Linked DNA regions of Macaca mulatta: region 1 is linked to region 2. A link is a contact called in public Hi-C data. All regions are on one chromosome and are shown on one strand. Each heading gives the region's core, a stretch centred on a gene start, on an enhancer-like site or on the middle of the called end of the contact. The rest is flanking DNA. Distances are from core to core; before and after follow the strand shown. Region 1 holds the start of SERTAD2 (SERTA domain containing 2). Region 2 overlaps LOC144333762 (a long non-coding RNA gene).

The links. A called contact is a pair of places that touch in the nucleus more often than the background predicts.
Region 1: a contact with region 2 is called in a Hi-C map of round spermatid, with 2.6 times the contacts expected there. The contact joins the promoter of SERTAD2 here to the enhancer-like site in region 2. A contact is called at or near these places in 7 of 14 Hi-C or Micro-C datasets (cortical neurons, fetal cortex germinal zone, fetal cortical plate and 4 more).

The regions. Positions count from the first base shown.
Region 1 is chr13:60,076,213-60,078,912 of T2T-MMU8v2.0, forward strand. It overlaps SERTAD2 (SERTA domain containing 2), which reads left to right and starts at 1,363. Exons shown (of 2, transcript NM_001261684.1): 1 at 1,363-1,604.
Region 2 is chr13:59,870,260-59,872,959 of T2T-MMU8v2.0, forward strand. It overlaps LOC144333762 (a long non-coding RNA gene), which reads left to right. Exons shown (of 3, transcript XR_013402756.1): 3 at 1,395-2,452. Among named protein-coding and RNA genes, the nearest start is that of SLC1A4, 140 kb to the left of the region's middle. Within about 2 kb of position 1,357, at least 16 of the 40 cell types and tissues checked have an H3K27ac peak or open chromatin away from gene starts, as enhancers often do. A contact at or near this core is called in cortical neurons, where this site is marked.

The DNA.
Region 1 (2,700 bases), core at 113-2,612, 210 kb after region 2:
CTCAAGGATAAAACAAGAAGCGTTGTCTCCTCTATCAACATTTTAGCACGTTTAATTTCGATGAGATCATCAATTTGATTGATAACAAATCATTACAGAACAGTTTAAACAAGTCTAAATTTCTCTTGATGTTAACGACTTACAATCACCTTTATGTTAGGTCTTAAAGCTTTATTATCCTTAAATACAACTAGCATAGTGAACCATTAAACTCCAAAGTGATCTGAAATGATATTGATTGGGGTGCCAGCCAAAATTTTAAGGTGCCTGCCTGCATTGCTTTTTACATCTTTACACTGAATGCACATGTAATTTTTAAAATAATCATTAATTTTCCAGTCGAACCATCTCTCTGGCCTCTTTCCCTAGTGCTCTTAAATTCTCACCATTTGAGCATACACACGTTCTCTTCCAACTAGTATAAATTTCGCTGGTAAATTTAAGTAGTTCCAAGCATAAGCTTACTCCACGGGAGGGAAAGGCCACCAACGTGAAACTTGTGGGCGCCTCCGACCTGGCTGCGTCTCCTAGCCTGGCTTCCCTCCTGCCGGGTCTGCACCGCGGCCCGGCCGACCCCGAAGGATGCAACTCTTTCGGTCCGGCTCCCCAAGTGCCGTGGACTTGGTGACCCACTTCGCGCGTCGGGCTGAGGCCACGAGGGCAAGGGACTTTTTCTGTCCCCGACTCACGGTTGGAGCCCCCATCCTGCCGTTCGGACCCGTGCGGGCCTCGGAGGAGTGTCCCGCAGCGGACCCCCGCCCAGGAACCCCGCAGGCAGCGAGACGGGCGCCCGGGCCAGTTCTCTGCCCCTCGCCCCCCGCGGGGACCCTGCCCGCCCCGCTGACCGGCCCCACGTTGCCAAATAGCTCAAATGCTTGTCATATTTGCGGTCGCGCGACTCCGCGGGCTGTGCACGCGCTGCACTCGCCGCCGCCTTTGTCACCAGCCGCTTCGTCATTCGCCTGAGCGCTTCTAGAGTATGGGGGGCGTTACTAGTGGCAGTGGTGGTCCTCAGGCCGGAGTGTCTCCTTCTCTCTCTCCTCCTCTTTCAGCCCGTCCTTACGAGAAAATAGGGGCGCGCCGGCCCGGGAGGGAGCTGGGGGCGGCGCTGCCACCCGCCGCCCCTGCGCTCTGTCGCCCCTTCCTGCTCCTCTGGCGGCCGCGGCCGGGCTCGGCCTTTATCGCGCCTCCCGGGACCGCGGGGGAGAGGCGGGCCGGGGCGGGGCCGGCGGGGGCGGGGCCGGGCGGCGAGGGGCGGGGCCTGCGGCGCCGGGGCCCGGAGCTCGCGGGAGGCTCGCGGGCCGCACGTCACTCCTGCACGGCGAGTGCTGGAGCACGAGCTGCCGCTCGCTCGGTCAGGGCGCCCCCTCCGCCCGCCTCTCGCTTCCTCCTGTGCTGCCTGCCGCCGCCGCCTCCACCATTGTATAATGCTCGGGGAGCGCAGGCAGAGGACGGCGGAGTCTTAGCTTCGGCCTCGCCTGCTGCCCGCTCCCCGGCGCCACCCTCGGGCCCCTGGAGCGGGGCACTCCGCATGGAGCTGGAGTAGCTGAGGAGTGGGCGGAAACCCCTCCTGATGCGTTAGTTCCCAGGTGGAGCTGCATGTGGTAAGTTCTCCCGGCGCCGGGCTGGAGGGGATCCGTGGGCGCTGGGGCTCCGGGTGGATGGGGGGCGGTGTTGGGACTCGGCCAGGGCCGGGAGAGCCCTGAGGGCGGAGGAGGGGCCGGGCGCCGCAGCGGGAGGGAGCCGGGGACGGAACAGGTACGGGAGGAGCGCTCCCTCCCGCGGCCCCGGCCCCGCGCTCTCGGACCCCGGGCGCCTGCGGGCTGAGCCGCTGGGGGCAGGGCCGGGGTCAGGAGGGGGTCGGGAGCTCTGAGAGCCGAGCGGCGGGTGGGGGCGCCTGGAGCTGTCGCCTCTACAGCTGGGATGTGTGTGCGCGTTGTGGCGGTTGTGTTGTTGTGAACGTGCGAGACTTTTTAAGGCTCGGATTGCTGGCGCGAAGGCTGCTTCACTTTTGAGTTCCGTGGCCGGGTTTGCATCCAACTTGCTGTAGTGCGTTTTTGTGAATTTCCCGGTGTTTTTGTTTATGTTAAAAACGTCCCTTTCCACCCTCTTTTCGCCCATGCCCAAATGAATTGATTTGGGATCTATGTGTATATTAAACTGAACGTCTCGTTGGTTTTTAAGTTAGAAATCTACAAGTCATCTTGGTGGTAACCGCCTATGACTGAAAGGGAGGGGGCTGAGGGGAGCCAGCTGTCCCAAGCTCTAGACTTTGTACCAGTAAGACAGGGGGTGTCGTCACAGGGCCACTGCATGGAGAGAAAATCGTGTTTTGTTTTGTTTTGTTTTGTTTTGTTTCTTGGCTGTAAGTTATCTTACCTTTAGCAGAAGTGGTAGTAATGGATTGAGAATGGGAGTCGAGTTTTAGGTTTAGTTTCTAAGTTTCACGAAAAGATCAGGTATAGTTTGCATTGGAATAACTTTTTGCTTGCAAGCTGAGTCGTTTCAGGAGGTAGAAAGTTAATTTTCACAGACACCGAATGGGGAGGACCGTCAGCAGAGTGAGACAGCCAGCCTCAGACCACAGCAGTTTTTATTTGAATCGAATTGGGCAGCCCCAGTTGGTCTTAGGGGAGAGAGTACATGTTTTCAAGCTTTGTTCATGAAATACGCCTTTTGATTTCTCAATATATGTTAAGA
Region 2 (2,700 bases), core at 107-2,606:
ACTATACTAATGAGGATATATTTGGTACTTACATGATCTTAAAAAAAAAAAAAAAAAAACAAATCTCATGGTCAATAAATGCAGAAATGAATTATCCTTTGAAACAGCTGCATGGCTGACCTTCATTTGTCTTCATCATAATTTAACCCCCCAAAATTAATTAAATTAATTAAATTAACCGATTTTTGTCATTGCTGTTGTTTGTTTGTTTTTAGATAGAGTCTCACTCTGTTTCCTAGGCTAGAGTGCCGTGCTGTAGCCTCAAACTCCTGGACTCAAACAGTCCTCCCACTTCAGCCTCCTAAATAGCTGTGACTACAGGTGCACACCACTACATCTGGCTTTTTTTTTTTTTTTTTTTTTTTTTAAGATGGAGTCTCACTCTGTCACCCAGGCTAGAGTGCAGTGGCATGATCTCAGCTCACTGCACCCTCCATCTTTCAGGTTTAAGAAATTCTCCTGCCTCAGCCTCCAGAGTAGCTGGGATTACAGATGTGTGCCACTGTGTCCAGCTAATTTTTGTATTTTTAGTAGAGAGGGTGTTTCACCATGTTGGCCAGGCTGGTCTCGAACTCCTGACCTCAGGTGATCTATCTGCCTCAGCCTCCCAAAGTGCTGGGGTTATAGGCCTGAGCCACCATGGCCGGCCACATCTGGCTGGTTTTAAATTTTTGTAGAGATAGTATCTCACTATGTTGTCCAGCCTGGCCCCAAACTCCTAGCCCAAACAATCCTCCCACTTCAGCCTCCCAAAGTTTTAGGATTATAGGTGTGAGCCACTGCACCTTGCAACCCCTCCCCTGTTGATGCCCACTTATGTTGTTTCCAAGTTGATAAACGGTTACCTAAGGTCATCCTTATGTGCATACGTCTTTGAATCTTGCTGAACTTTTCTTTAGAACATATTCCTAAAAGCATCCATGCAGAGTTAAAGGATAAGAACAATCAGAATTCAGTTCAGTGCCAAGTTGCTCTCTGGAAAACAAAATTAACACGATGGCCTCCAGGGTTGGGTTTCTCCTCCTGAGTGTAGTTGTGCTGCCCAGGAAGGTCTGAGTGGGCAGAGTTGCTTAGGGAAGGAGTGGAGCCTTCGCACACAGTAGGGAAAGAAGGGAGGCTCTTCCTGGATGGAGGGCAAGAAAGGCCAGCGAAGGCCCTATGGAGGATTCATTTTGCTACCCAGCATTCTTTCCTCTGCCTGGCAATCACCTTTCCTCATTCCATAGAGACCATTCTGTCCATAAGGTTTGGGTGGCGTTGACCTCACACTTTGCCTCTCACCTCCAGCGTGGGCTAACCGTGAGGGTGACCACGTAGTTTGAGCCAGATGAGTCAGAAGACTCCATACCCTGGAGTCCCTGGTGATTGGACCAACGATGTGTCTATATCCGCAGGTCCACGTGACCCATTCCAGGAAGCAGCTTCCTCTCTTCTTTACTCAGCCTCATGTGACACCAGAATTGGCAGTGTCCCTCTCCTCCCACACACAAGGGCTGCTGAGATGGAGACGAAACCTTGACAACATTGCTGAACCTCAGGATACAGTCGTGTCTGAAGTCAGCAGGATTCATACTGGACTTTGCAGTTACATGAGAGCCCATATACTTCTTCCCCCCTGCCAAATTTTCATTCGATTTTATTTCTTATGTATTGAAAAAGAAAAAAGAGCCAGGCACTGGGGTACATGTCAGCAGTTTCTGTGACTGGGGGTGGGAAGTGGAGTTTTGGGGAGAGGGTGGCTGAGGTGGGAGGATTGCTTGAGCCCAGCCTGGGCAACGTAGTGAGACCTCGTCTCAAAAAAAAAAAAAAAAAAGCATTGGATTTTTTTCTTTTTTCTTTTTTCTTTTTCTTTTCTTTTCTTTCTTTTTTTTTTTTTTGAGATGGAGTATCACTCTGTCACCAAGGCTGGAGTGCAGTGGCGTGATCTTGGCTCACTTCAACCTCCACCTCCTGGGTTCAAGTAATTCTCCTGCCTCAGCCTCCCAAATATCTGGGATTACAGGCACCTGCCACCACGCTCAGCTAATTTTTTTATTTTAGTAGAGATGGGGTTTCACCCTGTTGGTCAAGCTAGTCTGGAACTCCTGACCTCAAGTGATCCGCCCTCCTGGGCCTCCCAAAGTGCTGGGATCACAGGCGTGAGCCACCGTACCTGGTTGGATTTTTTTCTTTTTATTCACATAACACAAAATTAATCATTAACCATTAACCATTTTAAAGTGTGCAGTTCAGTGGCACTTACATTCACAAGTCTGTGCAACCAGCACCTCTATCCAGTTGAAGATCTTTTCATCATCCCAAAAGGAAACACCATACTCATTAAGCAATCACTTCCTCTTTCCCTCTCCCATCAACTCCTGGCAACCACTAGTCTGCTTTCTGTCTCTACGGCTGTACTTCTGGAAGATGGCTTTACCAAGTCTGAAAATTTCATATAAATGGAGTCATACAATATGTGACCTTTTGTGTCTGGATTCTTTCACTTAGCATAATGTTTTCAGGCTTCGTTAACATTGTAGAATGTTTAAGTACATCATTATTTCTTGGGGCTGAATACTATTCCACTGCATAGATACACCACTTTTTGTTTACCTATTCATTAGCTGATGAGCATTTGGGTTGTTTCTACCTTTGGCTATTATGAATAATGCCACTATCAACATTCATGTACAAGAATTTGAATACCTGTTTTCAATTTTT